Regions from separate parts of the Mus musculus genome. Here region 2 is linked to region 1. Evidence: chromatin contacts called from public HiChIP or PLAC-seq data. All regions are on one chromosome and are shown on one strand. Each heading gives the region's core, a stretch centred on a gene start, on an enhancer-like site or on the middle of the called end of the contact. The rest is flanking DNA. Distances are from core to core; before and after follow the strand shown.

Evidence for each region. HiChIP or PLAC-seq counts read pairs in DNA pulled down with a chosen protein or histone mark.
Region 2: a contact with region 1 is called in an H3K4me3 HiChIP or PLAC-seq map of bone marrow-derived macrophages, with 5 times the contacts expected there. The contact joins two enhancer-like sites. A contact is called at or near these places in 2 of 39 promoter capture datasets (the C10 cell line and pre-B cells), 1 of 115 datasets of contacts at active chromatin or transcription factors (bone marrow-derived macrophages) and 1 of 9 other capture datasets (liver).

Annotation. Positions count from the first base shown.
Region 1 is chr10:53,614,712-53,621,719 of GRCm38.p6, reverse strand. Mcm9 (minichromosome maintenance 9 homologous recombination repair factor) reads left to right here. Exons shown (of 13, transcript NM_027830.3): 4 at 1,505-1,586; 5 at 5,668-5,868. Among named protein-coding and RNA genes, the nearest start is that of Mcm9, 12 kb to the left of the region's middle. Within about 2 kb of position 5,324, at least 53 of the 459 cell types and tissues checked have an H3K27ac peak or open chromatin away from gene starts, as enhancers often do. A contact at or near this core is called in bone marrow-derived macrophages, where this site is marked.
Region 2 is chr10:54,108,702-54,115,973 of GRCm38.p6, reverse strand. No RefSeq gene overlaps it. Among named protein-coding and RNA genes, the nearest start is that of Gm16998, 36 kb to the right of the region's middle. Within about 2 kb of position 3,378, at least 11 of the 459 cell types and tissues checked have an H3K27ac peak or open chromatin away from gene starts, as enhancers often do. A contact at or near this core is called in bone marrow-derived macrophages, where this site is marked.

The DNA.
Region 1 (7,008 bases), core at 4,075-6,574:
CAAAGAATGTTGAAAGTAACATGTGGGCATAGACTGATACTATCTGTCTGTAGCTTTGTATGCGGTTCTGAGACAACCCGGCCAGAAGAAGAGTTTCCTCTCTTGTGAGATTCCCGTAAAAGAGCAAGACTGGCGTGCTTCGTTCCTCTTACAGTTCCATGTCTGCTGTGCTGTTCAGTTAACAGAGAGGGCAGCTTTGCTCAGTAGACATCCAACTGCTTCAGAACACAGCAGGCCCACACTTGGGTAAATGATAGCAAAGATCAGGTGGTTTCTTTCACTTGATACCCTGCCACAGCACGCATCCCAGGTTGACCTCAAACTCATGGTAATCCTCCTGCCACAGCCTCCCAAGGGCTGAGGTGGAGATTGTAGAAATGTGCCACCATGCCGAGCTTTTTTCACCATTCCTGACAGTTGCCTTCTATTCCTGTGGTGATGTATAACCATCGTCATGTATAACCACCATAGGATGGTGGCTTCCATTTCATGACACCTGTATTCTAGTCAGAAAACTGAGGAAGGAAAAATGATGGTCAGATGTGAACCTATCATATAATCGTCTTGTCAGCCTGCCATTACATGTTTGCTTACCTGTCATTGGCCAGGACTTAATCTTATGACCACACCTAGCTTCACGGGAACTTGGGAAACAGTCATTTCTAAGGTCATGTCTACGAGGAATAAAGCCAGCGGTCTGTTACTAAGGAGTAGTCCCAGGGACCAGCTGGTTTTCCAGGACTTCAGACTAGAGGTTATGAAAGAAAGAAGTTGTTAGAATATGTATTTTAACCATCTACAATGTAGATTATAGTGGGGAATATTCCTCATATTTGGTGTTACAGTTTTATTCTACCTTAGTGAATTCTTGGTTTGTAGTTTTATTTGTGTGTATGTGCATGTATAAGAATCTCTGTGTATGGATGCCCAGAGGTCAGAGGGTGGCGGGTCAGGTGGAGCTGGAATAGCAGGTGGTGTGAAACTGGTCATCTGGAAGTTCAGGAAGAGCTTATAACTGCTGAGACATCTCTCTAGTGCCTAGTATTAGTGAATATTCATTCATATTCTCTCTCTCCCTCTCTCTCTCTCTCTTCCTCTTTCTCTCTCTTTCTCTCTCTCTCTCTCTCCCTCCCTCCCTCCCTCCCTCCCTCCCTCCCTCTCTCTCTCTCTCTCTCTCTCTCTCTCTCCTGTCTTTCTCTCTTAACTTAGAGTCTTATGACATAGCCCAGCTCTCCTGAAACTATGAAGACCAGACTGGCCTTGAGCTCACAGAGATCCACTGGCCTCTGCCTTTCCTGTGCTGGGTTTAAAGAAGCATACCAACAGCTAGTGTTAGTGAAGTCTGAAGCTGGTATTAGTCATAGTTTTTAATGAAAATTCCTTAAGACTTATCATAATCAAACTATATTATAATACGAGAAATGGAAGCAGTTTCGAGTGCCCCGTGTTTGGGATCTTTAGCATCTAGTGAAGCACACCCCTTTTCTTATCTTTCGCTTGCTAGGTGCAAAGGCTGTCTGTTGGAAGTATCCCACGGTCTATGAAAGTTATTCTGGAAGATGACCTAGTTGACAGTTGCAAATCTGGTAAGCAATTACCTTTTAGTTTTTGAGATGGCAGTTCTGTGTTACTCTGGTTAGTTTTGAACTCTTGGGTCTGTGTGGTCCTCAACTCCTCCCCCTCCTACCACCTACCTCCACCCCAGCAGTTGGGGCTATAGATGGGTGCTACTGTATGTAGCCAGCAAGAGTAAACTTTTGGTAGTAGGAGGGTCTGAATAGTCATTATTTATTTTTATGTCCCACAAAGTTACTGACAAGGGACGGAGGGCATTAAGTGGTCACCTTGTGAAGAGTTAGGCTTAGAGAGAGAGGAAGGAAGAGCTAAGCTGGGGCTTAGAAGTCTCCTGCTGCTCACATTGTCCCTTCTGACAAGGAACTAGACTTACCTAACCCCATGTAAAGAACTAAGCAGCAGGACTGGAGCATAGACCCAGATCACTGAGTTCTGACCCACGCCTCTCTTCAGTCAGGCATCATGCTTAACAGGGCCATCTCAAAAGGGTTGCGGTGGATTGGGCAGTCAAAGGACTCAGATGGGACTGTCAAGTGTGACTAAAAACTTAGTGATACCTAAGCAAAAGGCATCATTGTTTCTCTCAGCTGTGTGCTGATGACACCCGAGTGTCACAGGTTTTGAAAAAGAATATTCTCAGTAGAGAACAGTGTTTCCATGTAGTGATTGAACCTGAATTATGTCTACACTGAAATCTTAAGCCGTATTTCTTTCAGCTGTCATTCATAATAAAGGACAGGTAAAAGCAGTATGTTAACAGATCTTTGCCCCATTACCCATAGCTGTAAACCTAAGAAATCAAAAGGCAGAATTCACACTCCTCAGAGCAATGAAGTGGATTGCCGTGCTAACAACTGTGATAAAGATCAAAGGGATGGATCTGACTGGGGATATCTGCAGGACTCCAGATGCTGGGGAAGGGAAAGGGGCAGAGAGTGGACTGTTTAAGTGGAAGAACTGTAGCTTTACCAATAGTGTACATATTAACTGTAGGAAAATACACAGCTTTTAAGTGAATGTTCTGTTTCTGTAAACTTCAAAGTTACAATGATCACATAAATCTGCCATTCAAAAAGTACTTGCACATATGAAACCATTTGTGTATTTGGGGTTTTTTGGTTTTTGGGTGGGGGGAATTGTTTTTGTTTATTTGTTTGTTTTTGTTTTTCGAGACAGGGTTTCTCTGTAAAGCCCTGGCTGTCCTGGAACTCACTCTATAGACCAGGCTGGCCTCGAACTCAGAAATCCGCCTGCCTTTGCCTCCCAAGTGCTGGGATTAAAGGCGTGGGCCACCACTGCCCAGCTTGTAGTTTAAGTGTTTTTAAATGTTCTACAAATGCAAGGTAATTTTAGTATAATAATAGGTAACACTAAGTTGAGATTCCATTAATTTATATGTGTACATACATATACATATATATGTATATATACATACACATACATATATATGATCTAATTTTCATTATAGTATCATGACTGATACTATAATTTGCCCAAGAATGGTGGCAAGAAGATTTACACCCATTCCTAATGAGATTGTTATTCTTGGCCATTCTTCCATACTCTGTTTTCTATATAATCACTGTTTATAGAAATTGATTTCTACTATATTGAAAGTTATGGCCCTCATTTAATGAATATTGAAAGAACCTCAGTATAATCTATTAGAGTGAAGATAATAAGGGGGTGTTTCAAGTAAGTATGTATTGAAACTTATTCCAGTTATTTTTATCTAAAACTTTTAAGAGGGAATACAGTAAAATGACATTATTCTAGATTGACCTTGCAAGGTGTATGAAAATTCTTGGAAACACATATGTAAAACACTGTGTAGCCCTGGCTGTCCTGGAACTCACTTTGTAGACCAGGCAGGCCTCGAACTCAGAAATCCTCTTGCCTCTGCCTTCTGAGTGCTGGGATCAAAGGTGTGCGCTACCACGCCCTGCTCTGGATATCACATTCTTAAATACATGTTAAATAACACGCTGTATTGTATATGGTAAATCACAGGCATCAGGGGTTAGTAAATGTGCCTAGAAGCTACCTAGGGTCTCCTATGAGAACATCACATAGAAGTGTGGTCATCTGCCTCCCAGGAATAGGTTTTCCTCAGGTGGGAAGGAATAACTAAGGAACAAGTTGGTTCTTACTGGTAGATAAGAACAAGGCAAATATATTTTTAAGGCAGTGATCTTTAACCTTTTTAATGTTGTAAAACTTTAAAGTTATATTAAAATAAACCATCTTTCAAAGAGTAAAAACATAGAACAATATTGTAAACTATTTGCCAAGACAGTACAGAAGTAAAACATAAAAATATGGGCTGGAGAAATGGCTCAGCAGTTAAGACTGCTCTTCCAGGGTCCTGAGTTCAATTCCCAGCAACCGTATGGTGGCTCACAACCATCTGAAATGAGATGCAATGCCCTCTTCTGCTGGGTCTGAAGGGAGTGACAGTGTACTTATATACATTAAGTAAATCTTAAAAATATTTATATATAAAAATTTTATTTCAATTCAAAAGTATCATGTGGAGACCTGCTTCCCTGGTCTGATCATGTCACATGTTGCTGCCCTTAAGCAAGATGGTGGTGGAGCCATATTCCAAAGTCAAGATGGTGACCCCTCACAGGCACAGTGAGCAATTTAAAATGAGCCTGCTGGTCGTTCACCATCACTGTTGCAATCACATGGAGTTGGCAGCTGATGCTGGGGCCAGGGCCACACAAGGACAGGAGGGAGATGGGAGTGGGCGGTGAGAGAGGGTGAGGCTTCACTGTACCTGGATCCCTGTGCTCAGTGGGAAGGGAGTGTTTCCAAAGTGGACACAGGGCGTTCAGACCAATTTGAATAAATTTTTGCTTTAGATCCTGTGGCACCCATTTTCCCAGCATTTGCTGGAGATGCTAACACTATGGAATTGGCATCCCAATTGATAGTCTGTGACCTAATGGTTTATGGGGTGGGGAGTGTAATAAGACATCTCTGTATCAAAGGTTACTCCCACGAACAAAGACCTGTTCTTTGATTGGGTGGGGCTAACACTGGCACAGCCACAAATCAGCAGAGAGCACAGAGGGTCCTGGATCCTAAGAGGCTATCTCACGGAGTTCGAAGAAATGATGTATCTGGCAGAAAGGTGAGGGAAGAGAACAAGACTCCACGTGGCCAGGAAAGACCTAGGCCATTGGGCTGGGGACTCAATCCTCTCGGGTTCAGCACCATCTGACAAGTTATTTATCCACTGGTGAATGAGCCAGTTCAAGCCAGATTCTATCAAAGGAAGGGTTATCGGGAAGCTGCTCTCCGGCCAGTTTACTCTCCACAAGGATTGAGGACAGGGGAGTTGCCACTGGGGAAAGGGGAGTCAAGAAAGGGTGCATGCGCACAGAGAGAAGAGACCAAAATGTCTGGATTGTATAGAAAGAGCCTCTGGGGGGGAGGCAGTCCAGCTTCTGGGCTGGAAAGTTCAGAGTTGAGGGCAGGATATATCAGGTAGGGGCTGAGGGATGCTAGAATTGGGATGCCAGGTCTGCACCTCAGTCCCTTGACCTGGGGCCTGAAACCAGTTATTTTATGCTTTGAAGTAGAATCAATATGTACTGATCTATTCCTTCATTGAAAAAAGCAGGAGACTGAGTAAAATATTAATAAAGTAAAAAAACACATAAGAAACATGCCAGACAGCACTAGGCTGTCTACTTTCCTGATTCCAAGCTAATGTGGTTTCAGTTTCTGGTTGACTAGTTTCTCAGAGATTGAACATGTTGTCCGACATAACAATGATAAGTAAATTATCTAGTGCACTATTCCCAGTAAAGGGCATTGTGTGTTTATTATGTAGCACATTTTGTTGTTGTAAAATGCTGACTTTGACTTTATGTGTTCAGAAACAATTTATTGTTTTAGGGGCTGAGAATCTGGGTTGTGTTTTAACCTAAAATTGGTCGTTGCTTTTTGAATGAACAGATGTCCTTGGAAACAGGAAGTTATGGGCAGCTTATTTCTAATTTCTGGTCTTTTGCCAAGTGCTTCAATGCCATCTCACTGTGCATGATCTTCCTGCTGGACTCACGTGGGTGCTTTCCTTAGGAGATGACCTCACCATCTATGGGGTTGTAATGCAACGGTGGAAACCCTTTCAGCGAGATGTACGCTGTGAAGTTGAGATTGTCTTGAAAGCCAACTATGTCCAAGTGAATAATGAGCAATCCTCGGGGATGGTCATGGATGAGGACACTCGAAAAGAATTTGAAGACTTCTGGGAACACTATAAGAGTGACCCCTTTGCAGGTTGGTGATGAAGGGCCTAAGGCTCATCAGAATTGACTACATTCAACTCAGTAGTTAAATGGGATATGACTTACGTAGGTGATGTGTAGCTTTGTTAACGGTTATCATTTAGTCAGTATCTTCAAGTCTGTTTCTGGCATTGAGATTTTGTTATTTCTTGTGTGTGTGTGCATGTGAAAGCCAGAGGTCAATCTTATGTTATTCTTCAAGAGCCATCACGTGTTTTCTTGCCCCTGCCCCCAAGTTACAGAAATAAGTTGTCTGACTTGGACAGAAGGCTAGACTCACCGGTCAGTGAGGCCTAGTGATCACTTGTCTCGTCTCCCCTGCACTGGGATTACAAGCATGTGTGAGCATGCCTAGCTTTTCATGTGGGTGCTGGGGACTAAACACACGTCCGTCCTCATGCTTTTATACATTAAGTACATAGTTTTCTACCATACTTCCAAATAAAGGCCGTGTTAGCTGAGGATTTAAAATAGGGAAAGACTGATGGACAGAAAACGTTTGTCGTTGTAGCATAACATTGTGAGCTTTCGATGTATTACATAAGATAACACACCACAGCCTTGAGTTTAGAAAGTATTATTTTTTATTGAAAAAAAGCCCCACATATATAAAACATGAATTAAATTTTGTTTTCATTCTTCTTTGAATGTTTCAAAAAAAATAAACTTATATCTCCATTCTAATGTATATTATTTTATTCTCAAGTCACAAGCCAAACTAGACACTTATTTTACAAAGTAAAGCTTCCACTCATCTATAGGACAGTTTGCTTTTATTTTGTGGGATTTTCTTTTAAATCTTCCACGTACAATACATACGTAGAATTCTCTGATCTTCCTTTTATGTAATCAGTATAAAAAGGAGCCCAAAGTTCTCTAAGCTATGGCTTTACATAGCAATTACTTTTAAAATCATCCATTTTTCAGTGTAGTTTTTAACTGAACTGTTGTTAGGTTCAGGTCGGGTTCATTCCTTATCCATTACAGTGCCACAGCTCATCTGCCTTCATTACACCGCACTCTGCCCTGGATATTCCCAAGTCCCTGTGCTGATGACTGAAGATCTGTCCTGTAATTAGGAAGTTGTAGCTATGCAACTCATTTGTCAGATAAAGAATGAATTACATAAAAT
Region 2 (7,272 bases), core at 2,129-4,628, 500 kb before region 1:
CATTCTATCAGTTGCTGTGTTTTTAGTCTCAGGAATCAGAGATAAAGATCTCAGCATCTTAGGTGCTAAAGGGAGGGGATCCCTTTAACTTAAAGGAAAAAGACAATGAGAGCCAAGCACGGGTTTGAAAATAAACTCACAAGCAAAACAACAAAGCAAATATTTTTCTGAGGAGCTATTGGTTGTCCAGGTTGTGGTATGAAGGAGACACAGACTGTGAAGAGAATATACAAAGACACAGAAGGTAAGGACTGGCCCTTCTATCAGCTGAAACTGTTTAAGTGCAGTTTGAGTGAAATCTTCAAGAAATAAATGCCAGATATTGTCAGTGGAGTACAATTATATGAAACTTTTCAAAGTGTCAAATGACTAAGAGTTGGTTTGCTTCCCCCTTTAAGTTCTGTTTTTATATTATGTGTAATGAATGGTTTATCTATATGTATGCATATGCACCACATATGTGCCTAGTGCCCATAGAAATCAGGAGGTATCTGAGCCTCTGGAACTAGAGTTATGGGTAGATCTGAGCTGGGTGATGGTTCTGAGCTGGTGTGGGTGCTGGGAACCAAAGCAAATCCTCTCCAAGAGCGACAAGTGTTCTTAACCACTAAGTCATCCCTCCAGCCTCATGTTGAGGCTTTTATTAAAGACTGTGGAGGACCACTGACAATGTACACTAGAAACTTAGTACCATTCCCTGATAATAAATATTTTAGAAAAATTATGAATTTGTGTGTGTGTGTGTGTGTGTGTGTGTGTGTGTGTGTGTGTGTGTGTGTGTGTATGTGTATGTTTAGGGGTGTGGAGTACACGTATGATGGTTAGCTCTGTCAAATTTGACATTGACATAATCACCTGGGAAGAGTGTCTCCATTGATTGTCTCCCTTGGTTTGGCCTTAGGGTCGTCTTTATTATTTTAATTGAGGTGGGAATACCCCACTGAGTTGGGAATACCCATTGTGGGCAGTACCATTCCCTAGCAAGTGTTCCTGAACTGTATAAAATTGGAGAAAGCTAGCCAAGCACAAGCAATTAAATGAGCATCTTTGCATTTGTTTCTCTCTGCTCTTAACTTTCATTGTGATGTGATAAACTGCCGAAGTTTCTGCCTTGAATTCTCCATGAGACCTAACTGTATGCTTACATTAACTCCTTGCTCCACTAAGTTTCTTTTGATCGTGGTATTTTATCACAGCAACATCAAAGAACCTAAGACAGCATCTGGGATAGGGAACATATATGTTTCTGTGTGCTGTCAAATGTTGAGGCCAGGGATCAGCCATAGGTGTCATTTCTTAAGTGCTCTCGACATTGAGTTTTGAGACAGACCTGGAGTTCACCAAATAGGGAGACTGATTGGTTAACAAGATTTGAGGATCGGCCCTTCTCTGGCTCTCCAGTTCTGGGATTACAACTGTAAATTACCCCACCCAGATTATCTAAATGAGTTCTGGGGATCAAACTCAGGTCTTCACACTTTGAAGACAGGGAGTTAACAAACTAAGCTATCTCTTTGGTCTAAACTGGGATTTTTTTTTAAAGTGAAGAATGTTTTTAGGAGATCAAGTCTAGTTAAAATGGTGATAGAGTGATTGATTCTAATTGAGCCAATGACAAGAGAATGTAATGAACTCAGAAGTTACTAGAGATATAAAGAGTAAAAACCAGGCATTGACTGGACCAAATGGAAAAGGAGAAGAGGAGTTTAGGACTACTGGGTACACTGAACATAAGAGCACACAAGAAATGATCAGGATCAGCAGAGACTCCCATCTTGGGAAGATGGGCATACTATGCCTGAGATACAAGCAAGAACAAAGTCTGGGAGGCACACCTCAGGTTTAAATGGGCGTCTGAGTTACACAGACATGCAGAGCTCACCAGAAGCCATCAAAATAAACAAGTCTAAACACAGGACATTGAACATTGCTAGTAGAGGGCTTAGTACAGACTGCCGATCATTCAGAAAACAGAGGAAGGAGCCAAACAATACTCTGAAAACCACTAAGCTAACTCAGTAGAACGCATTCAATAATAATGTTTCCTAGACACAATGCCATACACAGAGAAGAATGTCCTCAATGGGGAGGGGAAAGCTGAAAACCATATTATTTAGCCAAGGTGACCTTGGTGCTTTGGGGAAAGATTTTACTCTTAAACAACAGGAGTATTACAACTTAGTTTATAGATCTCAGTTCATACTGTAAAAAGAAAGTATGTTAGTTGGGCAAGGTAATGTGTCTCTATAATCCCAGCACTGAGGGAGAGGAATCATATGTTCTAGAATAATCTGGCTTGCATAACCAGATGCTACCTCAAGGAGATAAAGGTAGAAATAGAAAGTGATGAAGTGAGGGAAATTGATGTATAAGAGAGAGACAGAGAGACAGAGACAGAGAGACAGAGACAGAAAGAGCATTCCAATGATGCTTTAAACAAATAAAGACTTCAAGAAAGTGGAAACAAAAACAAAACATGACTGGTCACTTTAAAGTGTGCCAAGAGTGTAGTGGTCTATATTTATAGTCTCTGTTACCTGGGAAGGTAAGCAAGGAAGATCACTTAAGGGTGGGAGCTTGGGCAAAACCAGGACAACAGTATACTCGGTATAATACTGTTATAAAGAAAAGAAAGAAATGACTCTTAGTGAAATGAGGAAAAACTGACAAGACAGCTGAAACACAGTCAAGACAGACTTCAGGTTACATTTTCTGTATAAAGATTAATACTTGAAAGTGTACCCTTGCCAAGCCAATGAAAATTAGTCTGCTGGTTGCTACTAGATCTCTGCAGTTGATTTCTCAAAGAGTGAGATAAATGAGCTGGTGGACTTTAGCAAAGTTAGCTCTATTTTGATGCTTGGCCTGGTCATCTGGGGTCCAGAGGTGAATCTTAGCCCAAAACAATGATCTCTGTAATGTCAATCGAGCAAGTTGTGTGATATAGAGCTTCCTGCACAGATAGCAGTAAGTTAAGAGGATGAAGAAGTGCAGATAAGTGTTGCCTTGAGAGGACTTTAGGTTTAAATTAATTAGGAAAATTGAGTAGTGGGCAGAAAGGGCTGCAGAATGTGGAAGTCTGCAGGGGATTGAGTCAGTCCTCAACATGATCACATGTATTTGGAGGAGGAAGCTGAGAGGACAGATAAAAAGACGATATACAATACTGGTATGCAGAAAAGAATGTGACCAGCAGAACACATACCGGTTACTATTCTGACAGAGAAGCAATGTCTCTACATTTCTCTCACAGAGAGCTATGACCTGGTCTAGACATAACAATCTTAGTAGAAAGGAGCAACTGAGGAAGTAGAAAGCTAGGAAAAGCATCTCCACAGACTGCTCCTCTCTGTGCCTTAAGTGCTAGAAAAAGCCATCTGCTGAGGACATCAGCTTGAGGAAGAAGGCTAAAGGTCAGAAATAGTTCAACATATGCATGCAAGTGCTTAGAGGAGGAAATAATGTCATAGATTAAAAACTTAAGTCAAAATAAGAAAGCTAAAGCAATGCTTAGAAGTGTTTTTATTTCCAAACTTCAGTTTCCTCACTGCACTGTCAAAATCCACCAGTATTAAAATATTCTAAGCAATCAGACTAAGCATTCATTTAGACAAATGGCAGCACTGTTTTATCAAGGATGGGAAACTGTTGTCCCTACAGGACTCCATTGTAAAGTCTTTTACCATACGTTGTAGCATTTTCCAAGACAATGGGGTTCATTTCAAATATTAAAGGTGGGAGACATTCCCAAGACTGTAAACAGAAAAACTATATATTGAGTTTTTATACTTAAGGCATTACAATATTACCATGATACCCAAGTCCTTGGCAAAGACCTCCATTATGGCATACTTTCATCTGTTATGTTGTAATTTAATCTTTTATTTCCTTTAATTCTTTTTGATTGATTTTTTGTTATATAAAGGGAAAGAGTAAAACAAAAGGCATAATAATTTAAATACAGCAGTATTGTACACTGGATTGAAGATACATACAACTGAGGTGATCTCAGTATGCTACATGGTGAGATGGTTTTTAAGGGAAATAATGACTTGTGTTGCCTCTGTGTCTGTTTTGGGGTTACTAAGGAACCAATTCTTCAGTGAAAAGAATTATCTAAATCTGAAGAAAAAAGCTTTGGGTGAAACTCTCCCAATAATTCATTGAGTATACAATCCAATAATCTGTAGATTACCTTTGCCTACCCCTCAAAATATGAGGCTGGACATCTCATCCAGAGATAAATTTGCTCAATGTTTTTTATGTTTCATCCCTTAAATCACATATGGCTACTTTAACTGATAAAAGATTAGTTACCCAGAGTAATACTGGGTCAACAAATAGAGGCAGGTCAAATAGACCTTCTGTTAAGGATAGAGTCTTTGAGATCAGTGGTTTCTCTTCAAAGTACTTCTGCAACTGGGCATTTTCAAGCTTGAGTACAAACCATTTTTTCTTTTACAACTGTCAAGAATTAGTCACAGGAAAATATTTCTAAACATTTAACCTAATATCTTTTTATAATGTTTAGAAGAACTGTACTAGATTCATGAACAGAAAGCCTACACATACAATCTCCTAATTACAGTGTAGTCCCTGGTAATAGAAAAAGAGCCAGTAATTGTAAAATGGGCAGTGTGCTGGTGAACTTCACCATCTGAAAACTAATGCACATTTTAAGCAAAATATTTAGTTACACCTAAAACTCCCCTTCACTTCCATTGCTTTTGTATTTATAAATGCAGTACATTTTTTAAATGAACTTTTTTCTTGAAACTTTAAAAGTGAGAGTGAAAGCAGAATGGGGAATGTATTTATATCATACTTTCTTACGGTGCCTGAATAGCTGTGCTGCTGTGACATGGGCACTAGCTGTGTGCCCTTTAATAAAAATGGACTGTTCTTCATGGTTACAGACCTATTGTAATCACAGGCTGGTTACACTCTCAGCACAGTAACGATGTCGTGAAACATTGGACAAGCATTCAGGGAAGAGTTAACCAGCTTAAGGGATAAAGTAGGGGAATATGTCACAGAGGAAAACAAAGAGGCTCAAGGAAAGATGAGTAATAGTAAGTTTTTAAATTAAAATTCAACTTTGTTTTCTCCCTCCCTCTGTCCTCTCTCTCTCTCTCTCTCTCTCTCTCTCTCTCTCTCTCTACATACATACATACATACATACATACATACATATATATATATATATATATATATATATATATATATATATATACACACACACACACACACACACACACACACACACACACAAACACAAACACATATGTCACGGCACTCTTGTGGAAGTCAAAGGACAACCTTGGCTTCCATTTTGGGTTTTGGGGGTTTTTTTTTGTTTTGTTTTGGTTTTGGTTTTTTTTTTTTGTTTGTTTGTTTCTTTTTTTTTTTTTGAGATAGGGTTTCTCTGTGTAGTCCTGGATGTACTGAAACTCACTTTGTAGACCAGGCTGGCCTCGTACTCAGAAATCCACCTGCCTCTGCCTCCTGAGTGCTGGGATTAAAGGCGTGCGCCACCACGCCCGGCTCACATTTTGTTTTTGTTTTTGTTTTTTTTTTTTTAATTCCTTTTTATTTATTTATTTTTTAATTAGGTATTTTCTTCATTTACATTTCTTATTTTTTATTAGGTATTTTCCTCGTTTACATTTTCAATGCTATCCCAAAGGTCCCCCATACCCACCCCCACAATCCCCTATCCACCCACACCCCTTTTTGGCCCTGGCGTTCCCCTGTACTGGGGCATATAAAGTTTGCAAGTCCAGTGGGCCTCTCTTTGCAGTGATGGCCCTGCAAAAGGCCATCTTTTGATACATATGCAGCTAAAGACAAGAGCTCCCGGGTACTGGTTAGTTAATATTGTTGTTCCACCTATAGGGTTGCAGTTCCCTTTAGCTCCTTGGGTAATTTCTCTAGATCCTCCATTGGGGGCCGTGTGACCCATCCAATAGCTGACTGTGATCATCCACTTCTGTGTTTGCTAGGCCCCGGAATAGTCTCACAAGAGAGAGCTATATCTAGGTCCTTTCAGCAAAATCTTGCTAGTGTATGCAATGGTGTCAGCATTTGGAAGCTGATTATGGGATGGATCCCTGCATGTGGCAATCACTAGATGGTCCATCCTTTCGTCACAGCTCCAAATTTTGTCTCTGTAACTCCTTTTATGGGTGTTTTGTTCCCATTTCTAAGAAAGGGTAAAGTGTCCACACTTTGGTCTTCATTCTTCTTGAATTTCATGCGTTTGGCAAGTTGTATCTTATATCTTGGGTATCCTAAGTTTCTGGGCTAATATCCACTTATCAGTGAGTACATATTGTGCGAGTTCCTTTGTGATTGGGTTACCTCACTCAGGATGATACCCTCCAGGTCCATCCATTTGCCTAGGAATTTCATAAATTCATTTTTTAATAGCTGAGTAGTATTCCATTGTGTAAATGTACCACATTTTCTGTATCCATTCCTCTGTTGAGGGGCATCTGGGTTCTTTCCAGCTTCTGGCTATTATAAACAAGGCTGCTATGAACACAGTGGAGCATGTGTCCTTCTTAACGGTTGGGACATCTTCTGGATACATTTTGTTTTTTAAAAGGGCCTCTTTGTCAGATACAAGTACCAGGCTAGCTGGGCTGCAAGCTTCTTTACCTAAAACTGTCTCCCATCTTGCCATGAGAATACTAGATTGCATACATGTGCTACAGCATCTGGCTTTGCTTGGGTTTTGGTGATCTGAACATGGATCCTCATGCTTATGCAATGGATCTTCACCTCTTCAGCCTAGAACTAAACATTTATTGTGTGGTCTAAATCACCAAACTAAGCAGGCATCATATAGTATTTATTTCTAATTGTTGAGTTATAGTAAAAAATACAATCCGTACCACTAGCACCTCGGTCATCTTTCAGTATACAGTTTAGGGGCATTAACTATATTCTCATTGCTCTCCAACATCCCTGTAGAATAGTCGTTCTCAGCATGTGCAACATGATCCCTTTGCAGTCACATAGCATATCAAATATTTACATTACAATTCATAACAGTGGCAAAATTGCAGTTATGAAGCTGCAGCAGAATAATTCTATTGTTGGCGGTCATAAAAACATGAAAAATCGTGTTAAAGAATCCTAGCATTAGGAAGGTTGAGAACTACTGCTGTAAAGCCTTCTTTATCTTCCAAAATTATACCTATATAATCTTGAACTTGTTGAAAAACCACACCCCTTTCTGGGTTCCCCAGTCCATGAAAACAGATATTC